2 separate regions of the Sus scrofa genome follow, and region 1 is linked to region 2. The links are chromatin contacts, called in public Hi-C maps. All regions are on one chromosome and are shown on one strand. Each heading gives the region's core, a stretch centred on a gene start, on an enhancer-like site or on the middle of the called end of the contact. The rest is flanking DNA. Distances are from core to core; before and after follow the strand shown.

What was found. Hi-C and Micro-C count contacts between places; a contact is called where the count stands out from the background.
Region 1: a Hi-C map of retroperitoneal adipose tissue shows a contact between it and region 2, with 1.8 times the contacts expected there. The contact joins two enhancer-like sites. A contact is called at or near these places in 7 of 47 Hi-C or Micro-C datasets (embryonic fibroblasts, epiblast stem cells, heart right ventricle and 4 more) and 1 of 2 datasets of contacts at active chromatin or transcription factors (skeletal muscle).

The regions. Positions count from the first base shown.
Region 1 is chr16:65,230,248-65,235,485 of Sscrofa11.1, forward strand. No RefSeq gene overlaps it. Among named protein-coding and RNA genes, the nearest start is that of CLINT1, 260 kb to the right of the region's middle. Within about 2 kb of position 3,239, at least 24 of the 83 cell types and tissues checked have an H3K27ac peak or open chromatin away from gene starts, as enhancers often do. A contact at or near this core is called in retroperitoneal adipose tissue, skeletal muscle and subcutaneous adipose tissue, where this site is marked.
Region 2 is chr16:64,642,510-64,648,102 of Sscrofa11.1, forward strand. All of the region lies in intron 9 of EBF1 (transcription factor COE1), which reads left to right. Among named protein-coding and RNA genes, the nearest start is that of EBF1, 290 kb to the left of the region's middle. Within about 2 kb of position 1,397, at least 15 of the 83 cell types and tissues checked have an H3K27ac peak or open chromatin away from gene starts, as enhancers often do. A contact at or near this core is called in retroperitoneal adipose tissue, skeletal muscle and subcutaneous adipose tissue, where this site is marked.

The DNA.
Region 1 (5,238 bases), core at 1,989-4,488, 590 kb after region 2:
AGGTCTACTTTTAGAACTCTATCTCTCCTCTTTTCCCATTGTCCTTACCTCCATAAGTTCCCTGGTAGCCTTCCCCTTCCTTTCTCCTCACATAATTCACATAAATTCTATTCATCCTTTAAGGTGTGGCTCTATTTTCATTTCTTTGTCAAAGTCAGTCCTTATTACTCTGCCCCATTAAGCTTTCTCTTTCCTTTGAACTTTAGCAATGCCTATTACCACTACTAGACACTTAGTCCTTGTTTGCACAAGTACTGTGAAAGAATTCTTTATTTGTTTGGGGTCTGCAAATATGATCTATTCTTAAGTCAGGAACTGTGACTGACATTTTTATAAAATTTTAAAAATTATTATAGAAAGCTTGCCATCACATTTTGTACATAAGAAGATCTCAATCAAAATTTATCAACTGGCTGAGGAGATGGGTGGGTGGATGAATGGATGGATAGATAGAAAAATGGATCACATTATCACATATTTGAGAGCATTCAACGGGCAGTGACAGATATAAGACGTGTTTATATTCAATAAGGGAAGAATTATGAAGGTCTCTTTGATGCTGGTAAAGATCTGGCCAAAGGATCTTTGGTCAACTGTGGGCAATTATAGATGTTGAGTGTCTGAAGACTGAGATGCTGAAATGAAAAAAGAGGACATTGAGAATGAATGGAAGAAACTGCTGATAAACTTCCTTTCAGGCAGTTTTATCCACAGCTGGATCTATCTGTGGCGGGTCGCATGCTTAACCACTGAAACTTCAAGCAAGAATTTCAAAAGTCCCACTCTATATACTTTTTTAAAAAAATCTCTGTGCAAAAATCACTTATGGCAAGCTTGAGGTTGCACAGGACTATGGGTTTGGTTGGATGAGAACTCTTTTTGTCCTAAAATCTATAAGCAATTATCATGAAAAATCAGAGGCCCAACCCTCCAGCTATAAAGGTGACAACTGCATAAAGAAGGAAAGGGAAGGTCCCTGAAATGTGTCAGCTGCCCCAGAGAGATCTGAGCTGAAAGAAATTCCTGTTCTGGTCAGAATACCAGGCGAGCGAGTGGCACAGTGCCCAAGCCTGCTTCTTCTGGTTCTCTCCTTCCAGCTAAATACAGGTCTGCCTTCTTTTTAAAGGACTGGTTCCAGGGAGAAATCTTCAAGAACCAGACAGATTGGAGAGGATAAATGAATGGGAGTCTGTGAGCTGAGATGTCAGCAAATAAAAATAAATAGAATTAGAGTGGAAAGAATGGAAACCTTCAGAATCTACAAATGTCTTTCCCCTCATGCTCAGGCATTTACCCCCCAAGAAATCCAAGAAAGAAGAGAAAGGCACTAACATGGACTGGATGCCTCCCATGCTATGAACACTACGTTAGCTGCTTTCATACATGTAATTTTATTTAATCCCCCACTCATCTTGCAAGGGAAGGGTTATCGTCTCTGTTTGATGATGCCAATCAAGATTCAAGGAGATTAAGACTTAGCCAAGGCCACACACCTAGAAAGTGTCAAAACCAGGATTCAAACCCATATTTCTTTTTCCTCCAAAGCCCTGCCCACTACACCACCAGCAGAAACAGAATCTTAACATGTTTTAGCTCAGGGATGACCTTACCATCATGTCCATTTCACAGAGGAAGAACCTGACCAGTAAGTAGAAGCAACTTGCCCAATGACTTGTAATGACCCAGGCCTTCTGGTTTCCAGGTAAGAAGCTCTGCATCACTGTATCCACTAGGGTCCTACAAGAAATGCACACTCAAGTAGAGGCATTAGGGTAGGGCATCATGAAGGGATTGTTATATGTGAGGACACATTTTAATGAAGGCAAAAAAGGCTGGTCAGGCTGTCCAGACATAGCAACTACAGGGAGGGCAGGCCTACCCTATACCTGAAGGGACGAGGCCAGGGCCCCAAACCCAGAGAAACCTGTAACTGAGGCTCAACCTATACCTGTAGGAGTACTCTGAACTTCAGTAGAGAAAGCCAATGCCAGCCTGCAGCCTGGCAGGGAGAGTATCCAGGGAATTAAACCCTGCCCTCTCTCTCTCCCCTCCAGCCTCCTGATGCCTCCCATTCACTGAAACTTAAAGAAAATCAGAAAATAAGGAATTCCTGGGATGTGGTTTCTAGGGGTCAGAGAAGGACAGAGAAGGGAGGAGAAAGGACCTAGAGGGGGAAATAGAGCCTTTTGAACACATTGCTCCACAGGGGTGCTTCTCTGAACCGCGGTCCTTGGGAAGAGTCCTATCTCAGCAGGTTAAAGATAACAAAAACCACATCAGTGTCCCCTACTCACCAATGTGGAGCCAAGAAGGATTGACATGGGGAAATACAGGGCAACTAACAGCACAGAGCTGGATTTCTCACTGCCGCTGCAGGGATGTTATTCTAATCTGGCCAAACTGCCTGTGATAAACAGGACAAGCCCTGCTCCATTATCTCCTTAGAATCAAAGGCATGACCTTGGGACTCTTTGGCTTTGGTACCCAGGTCAGTACCGGTGTTCATGGAGAGAGTAACTGGTGTTTCTGGTGAGCTTTTGTCAGTATTTGAGAATTAAAAATAGGGGGCAGTGGAGTTGGGTGTGTGCAGGAACATAGCATGTATACTGTCATCCCTGCTTGGAAGTCAATGCTACTTTAAAATAAAGACAATCACTTTTCAGCCTATGGGCTAAGATAAAGCCTAGTATCTGTTCTCAGAGTTTAAAATAAACACAACCCCTAAATGAAGGCGGTTTAGGCATCTTGGAAAGGATCTTCTCTCTTATCTATGTCTTCGGCACAGGCAACCTTGCTTTGACGAGACATCTCTCGCTCAACACACATGCACACGCACAGGCACGCGCGCGCACACACCAGTGCCACATCTGGTCTCTCAGCCCATCCCCTCCTGAAGTTTCAGCCTCAGCTTCCACTGAGCCCCCTTCCTCGCCCTGATTTGGTCATCTTTCCTACTGAGTTTAAATCAACAGTCTGATTTTATCAACAATAATACTTTATGGAGGTTTATTTCTTCAAACAGACTGCGCTCCTCTTCGCTATAAAGTTAATTTTATGTTCTTTGTTCACTTTCCTAATCTACAAATTACATCCTGCCGTTCCCTGATTACTTACTATTGGAAAAACAGCCCCTTTTTGCTTCCAGTTTGAATATTCTCTGCCTTATCTTGATGACCCTAATCTCTCTCCCGAGACTGGACTCTCAAGGCAGCGGTAAGCAACCGGCGAGGGCGCAGCGTGCCAGCCAGCACAGACCCTGCGCGGCAGCCAGCCGGCCTGCATGCCTTGCTCCTCCGCCCGGCCCGCTTCCCCCCGCCCTCCCAATCCTTTTTCTCTGAGTGTGGGAAGAGGCTTGGTTGCAGCAGGGAGGATTAGAAATTCTGGGATCCACTCCATGCTCTCAGAAAGTCCTAGTGGGAAGACGGAGAACTTCCGACACTCAGAGAAACAAGGACAAATGCTTCGGAGGCTGACATTTGGCTGATACCGCATGAAAAATGACCTGACTCTTTTGTTGGAAACGCCTGGAGGGGGAGGGGCTGCAAAAGGAAGAGAGATCGCCCGGAATGAGGGGAAAATAGAATCAGCTCTTACATGACCGGGGTTTTTAAAGAGGATGGGGAAGAGATGACCTGGCTGTCAGAAGTGTCAAAGGGAATTAGGCGTGTTTGTAACCGCATAGAGGGGAGAGAGGGAAATGGGAAGGAGGAAGAAAGTGACAAAAGATGGAAAGGACGGAGTCGGAAGGCATCTTAGCAAACCACATGTTTTACAAATGAGAACACTGGGGCCCCAAGTTCTAAACACAGCAAAAGAGTGATGATATTGATGATAATAATGTCAAGAGATATTTGCTTTCTTGCTATTCTTTCACATCTGCCATGTTCATGTCCATTTTCCAGGCTTTTAGCTTCGCAATAAAAATAAAAACCTAATATTTATTATGTCATATATACCAGACACTACCTAAATGCTTGACATGTCTTATCACAGTTATTCCTCCAAAAAAAAAAAAAAAATCCAGGAGGTAAGTATAATTATCATCTACATTTTACAAGTGGAAAAAGTGAGACACACAGAGGTTGATAACTTGGTGAGATCACTTGTAGGAAGATGCAGCCAGGATTTAACCAGGTCTGTCTGTCTGCTGAGCCACATTCAAAAAACATTTGTGGAATGAATATGTGTACACATTTGTATATTATTCAGAGGACCATCACGCCAGCTTTAGTCCCAGTGCTCTAATTTTCTGGGGGGTCATTGTATTTTGTCCAAAATCCTTCCAGGCCACCTGATTTCTGGGGCAGCATCTTCTTCTGAAACTCTAGGCTGAATATAGTAACTCTTTCCATAAATGTCTAAATATTAAATATTTTAAGCTTTGCAGACCATATATTTTCTCTGTAATATTTTTTTAACAATCCTTTAAAAATGCAAAAAAAAAAAATCATTCTTCACTTGAGCACTCCTTCTGACCCCTGTTCTAGACTCCAAACCTTGGAAGCAGGCTGAAAATGTCCCTCTCCTACCACCTGTCCATCCAATCATCAAAGTCTGGGGGCTTGGGCTGCCTCTCAAAATACCTGTTACATTTTTTTCAGCACCCCACCATCCCTAGTCCAGGCATCTACCATCGCATGCATGCTGTGGTCACCAGAATGGTCTCTCTTACTCCGCAAAGCTGCCCACATGTCACTGCTGTATCCATTTTCACAAACAATGATTTTCACAGAACATTCCCTTGCTAAAATACCTTCAAATCTAAGCTCCTTACTCTGCATTCAGAAGTAATCCCCCAAACACACACACACACAAACACACACACACACACACAAAACACATACACACACAGAGAGAGTTATCAGGTCTTTAATGTTAACAAAAAGAACAGCTAACATTTAGTGAGCATCAAAATGATCTAGACATTCAACTAGTCCCACGGATCATCTCATTTAAGCCATATCAGAACCCTAGGAGATAGGTATGATTATAAGCCCAATTTTATAGATGAGTAACTGGGGCTCAGAGAGGCTAAGAAACATATGCTGTTTTACACAGTAAAGTGGGAGACTAGGAACCAAAGCGTGGCTCTAGGACCCAAGGGTCCCTTCTGTTAACTTCCATCCTATATTACCTTTAACATGTCTCCCGCTCTGTCCTTCTACAACTTCTGCACCAGTGCCACCAAAAAACATCTTCCAAGAGACAGCAAGCAGGTCACCCCACAGGATCAACATC
Region 2 (5,593 bases), core at 147-2,646:
CCTTCAGTAAGTCTTTAAAGTGCAATTTAGAAGTTACAGGTACATCAAAATGTCAAGATTTTTCACTGCTAAATTGTTAAATAACTCTGTGCAGTAAACCTGCACAGAGTTCTGGCTCTCAGATAGACAAACTCAGAAATCCAAAAGTGCTTGTCCTGGAATGGTTGGGTTACCAGGTTGTCACACCAGAATTTCTGTCCTTCCCTTGTTCAGATCTGTGTCCCATGAGTGTAGAGGAATTTTGCTCGTTCAGAATAGAATAAGAAATCTGAAGAATAAACAGGAGGTAGATAGCATTTGAGCTGGATCTGACTTTAGCAAAAGGCATTGTTTGGAACTGAGCCGTGGTGCTGTTTATAGACACCTAGATAGCCCTGCTAGGTGAACTCTGCCTTAACATAGATGGATACTGGATCTATGTTTCCTTCTCTCAACTATGAATTTTCCTTTTCTTGTTTTCTCTGAGAGCCATGAATGTTGTCAAAGCAAAGGGCTTTCTTGCCAAATGAAATCACTTTGGAATAAAGGATGCAAAACCCTTGAAAATTTTGATTTTCTCGTTTAATATTTAAGAGGTTTAATTGCATCTGGGGTTGAGAAATACCTAAATCATGGGTTACATTACTCGTCAAGGTGACAAACACACCATCACACACAAACACACATACAGGGGGAGAGAGAGAGAGAGAGAAAGGCTGCTTTGCATCCATAGCACATGTTGTTTTGTTTTTTTCTCCCCCCATGTAATATCTAGACGTGCTAGTGGATGGGGCCGTAAATGCAGACAAGTAACCAAACCAAGCTAAATAAAACCCTTATAAACAATCAAATGCTTAACTTCATGGAGCAATTACTAGAGAAAATAAAGGAAGGCAGAAATAAATCTGGTAACTAAAGTTAAAAGTAAGAGCATAACCATCACAAAGACTGCTTCCTTGTGAGTGAGGAAACAGTCAAATAGGTGTATTCATCTGTTTATTAGCCGATTAGGAGTCTGTGGTGAGGTTAGCATTCTGAAAGTGAAGTTTGTATCCTATGGTCTAGGGTTCAGGTCAGACATAACTGCTACTGGTTTCTAAGGCTTCCAGTTGCCGGGTGGGTGGGTGAGCTCAGAGTAGATCTACCTCCTGTGCGTGGTGAAAATATACAGGGCTAGGCTTCCTGTAGGGTCACACCCTCCGTTTGCCCCCTTTCCTGGCCAGTAGCTACCAGTTGTTAGGATCAAAGAATGCAGGTGTTGCTGCTGAGAGCAGTCAGGAAAGTCATCATTTCACTTAGAAAAAAAAAAAAACCCACAGCAAAAACAATAGTTCCGATTAAACAGGAAGGGCACATTCTGTGCGCTGAGTCCAAGTGGGGGTGCTTTGTGTCCCTATTAGTCTGTGAAACAGGCTTGCTCCCAAGCACGGCCTCACCAAATCAAGTAGATAACAAGGGTGAAAGGCCTGAGATTTTATGAGGTCACAAGTGTCCCAAAGAAATGAGCTGAGCTCATGGGTTTCTCAACATTTTCTGCCAAGTCTCCAGAATTTGGGACAATAACATTAAAGTTAATTCCTCATTTTTGAAAAGATTGCTATTAATATTCATTCCAGGCAAATGAGAACTCCCCCCCCCCCCCCCCCCCGCCAAACATTCTACTTTGTAAATACTGAGGCCAAATCCACCTCTTCAGTAAACTTAGCTATGTTAGCAAGTTGCTGAATTGGCAGTTCCTATGAAAGTTTTGCAATATACTACATGACCTGAAATAGTGAGACTATGGTGTATTCTAGTAGATAAATAAACTCTGGTTAATGGGGAACTGATGCTGACAATAATTATTATAGTAGCAACTAGCATCCTATGTGCCTGGCCCATAGTGAAACAGCAAAACCCAAGTAGGCACTTTGTGAAATTTGTCTGGGGTCTATGAAGTGGGTACCTATATGGGCACTACTGCTTAGAGAGAGTAAATGACTGCTTCAGGGTTGCCCTGTGTGGCAGATGTGGAATTTGACAGCTGGAGCTCTTGCCCGTTTTCAGATGTGCTCATACTCTGATTGTGAAAGTCAGCTTCACACAACTGCATCTTTCTGTCTTTACTCAGAAGCCAGTAAGGGCCGGTGTCGGCATCTTCTCCTCCCCTGTAAGCATTAGTACCTGCTCTGTAGAAATGCTCACGCATAGAGAGTTCTGGTTAATAGAATTCTGGAAAAGGAGGGTTTCCACTTTTTTTTTTTTCATGTACCATGCATAACAGAAATGGAAAATTACCCTGTATACACTTAAGTGGAATGTCAAGATTTAGAATGGGATTTGAACATTTCTAAATCTGTGCCTTTGACCAACAGATTGAGTGTTGCTTCCCCATGGTATTTAAATACAGGAATGGAGAAAAGAGCCAAACAGCACATGACTAAGGAGGTTTCCATAATGGGACATCAGCTGTCACAAAGGCCTCATTTGGGGGATAAGAGATGATAAATGCTACACCTGGGTCATCTGGACAGCTACCCCCAACAAGTGTGGTATTGATCACAGCACAAAGAGATTGCAGAGGCAGAAGTAAGAGCAGCCCCAGGACCCTGCTGATAGCTGCACACACCACTAATTCACCTCAATGGGCAGGCACCTCTGAGCTCAATTAACCCTTATTCCCAAGGCCACCCATAAACCCCGAGGTAAACAGGGCTCTCCTGGCCTTTGCTTTCTCTCAATGAAATAGATCATTTCTATTGGAGGCTGAGGTGTGATTCCAGCTTATAAATTCACCTCACTAATAAAGAGCCTGGTACTTCCAATATGGGTGAGCCAGCCCTCGAATCTTGTAACACTGATTCTGTGAATCAGAAAATTTCCAGCTGCTGAGGCCATCCATGATTTCTTCTGCCTTCCGTGGCCAGTGGAAAGAAATATAAATGCTTTGGAGGTAGGGCCGGTGATAGAATTGTCCCCGGGTGCAATTGTCTGCACACGGAACATTAGTTGTTTAATATGTACTGGAAGCTGAATGATTTCTTTCTTTCACCTTTTTTTTTTCTCTTTTCCTCATTCTTCCCTCTCTTTTCCTTTTCACCACAACCATTGTGCAGAAGCAAATTGGAAATCTGGTAATTAGGCCCTGACTCACAGTGTAGTATTAGCGTCCCGAGCCAAAGTTCAACACCCTGAAATGAAATTTAAACCAATTAATCTGTTAGATTTTTATCGCTTGTCCGTGTTTTCTCAGCAATTCCCCCAGCACGTGGCCTTTGATCAACTCTCATACAAACGCTAAAATGTGTGCCTGCTGCTTGCAAGATGGGAATGACATTAACATGGTACTCAGAAAACAATCAGAGCAGAGGAGCCCTCAAACAGGCAGGGCATAGTAATATTTAATAAAAGCGCACACATAATCTTCAGAATTAGCATTTTGTGCCTTGCAGTACCTTTGGGAGAAGAGCTTTTATTTGTGGAGTGATCATTATTATAACAAAGAAGAGCTACCTAATAATTTCCACTTTAACTCTGCCATGTGCCACGAGCATTTCAGAGCCATTATGCTAAACTGTGGCGGTGTAATCATGCTATTGTCGTAGTTGGAAGGGGGGGAATCTCCTTTACTTGGGTGGCTGATGGGGGTGGGAGGAGAGGTTAAAAAAGAGAAAAGAAAGAAAAACCAACCCAAAGTTTTATTTTTAATGAGATTTAGAACCAGGAATTGGCTTCTGTCCTTGGGGATACCCACAGTGTGAAAATTCATTGGTGAGGGAGAATCTTTTATTAATTAAATCAAGATTTGGCGGGTAAAAGTGGTTTTGTATTCAAATCCACCCCCTTCTCCATTGCATAATATTTTCTTGGAGATAGGATTGTATTGATTATTACACTCCTGGGCTGGATTGAACTCTTTCGTGAATCTGTTCATCTTCAGATTTCACTGAAAACAGCCACTGTGACTGTTAGAAACTATCTTCCCTCTGCATCTCCCTGGATATCTTGAGTGAAAGAAAAACAAGTCCTGGGCAGCTGCAGACTTCCTCTGAGCTCAGAGAAAACATTCCCAAAAAGAAGAGGGAAGGGGAGGCTTAGGGTTTGTTAGCACATCCATCCAGTTTTTTAAAAAATTAGTATCAGTTATTTGCTCTAAAAACTACAACCTGTATCTCTCACAGAATGAGATCCTCTGCTACAATTTATTTTTCATTAAAATGTATTAGCTTATTATGTGCCCATTGGAAAAATTCCAACCATACAGATATAGTTCGTAGGAAATTTAACAGTCTCTCTTCTCTTTCAACCTCATTCTAGTCACCTTCCTTTTTCCTATGGACCTACTGGGGACAGTTGGTGTCTATCCTTCCAGACCTTTGTCTATCACACCTTCTCACACTCATGCATACAGTCTCATTTGTGTCATTTTTTGATTTAATAGGATCATGCTATTCATTATTCTGTAGCTCGCTTTTTTTACTTACTAACAGACTTTGACACCTTTCCACATCAGTTTATAGAATTTTTTTCATCCATTCTAATGACACTCTGTATATCTCATAGTTGTACCATAATTTATTTAACCACTCCCTTATTGGGGGGCACTTAGACTCTTGAACTTTTTAGTGTCAATACTGCAGTGAAATTTGGGTACCAGTAGTTTTAGGCGCATTAGCAAGTAATTCTTGGGCTGCTTTCATTCCAGCAAGTTTGTTAATGACTAGGGTAAAAATGTAAGATGGTGACCTATGAGTTATATCTAAGTCCATGAACTTTTTTTAGCCTACACATTAAAAAAATTGAATTAGTTGCCAGCATTTAAAGATTGAGACATTTCACATAAAATTCTGGGTTCCTGGCTTCTTTCAAAAGATTAGAAGACCAGATCACAGTGGCCTGCATTTATGTGGAGATACCGCAGGCTGGAGCCTTCCCTGTTCAGTCTCAGCAGCCAGCCATCCATCTCATGCTTATTCCGAGACCCTGCGCTACTGTATTAATTTGTGTTTTTTGCCTTGGCCTCTGTGGATCTGTTCCTAACAACTGCTCTTGGGCCTGATCCATTTAGCTAGTCAGTGTTTTCTATATTGCATTCTTGACATTTTAGGGTTTTTCATTTGGCAGACTATCTCATGCATTATTGGGTACTTAGCATCCTTGACTTCCAGGTACTAAATGCTAGTGACATCCTGTTCCCATCCCTCTCTCTCAGTGGGATAACCCATGATTTCTTTTGATTTTCCAATCTTCCCAGTGGAGAGATACAACAGAGCTTCCTCTCAAGACTGCTATGACCCATATTTATAGGAACGCCTTTGGAACCCTTAGAGGTCTCAACTTAGAAAGGGCTGCCTGACTTACTTGTTCTAGGACTGGCATCTAGTTCCTAAGCAGGGATAGTGGATTGTGTTGAGCACAGAGGTAGGATGGATAGAGGGATGTCACTCTTTTCCTTTAGTTTTTCCTCCAAGGCTTTTTTTCTCCCCTCCAAAAATGACTAAGAAGGTGGTATCATATATTCCTTCCTCACCAGGTTTTCTCTAGAACTTTGATGCTCACTTATCTCTGACTAGTGGACATGTTACTTTGTTTCTGGATGGTTGGAAACATTATCACTTTCCATAGGAAATGTTTG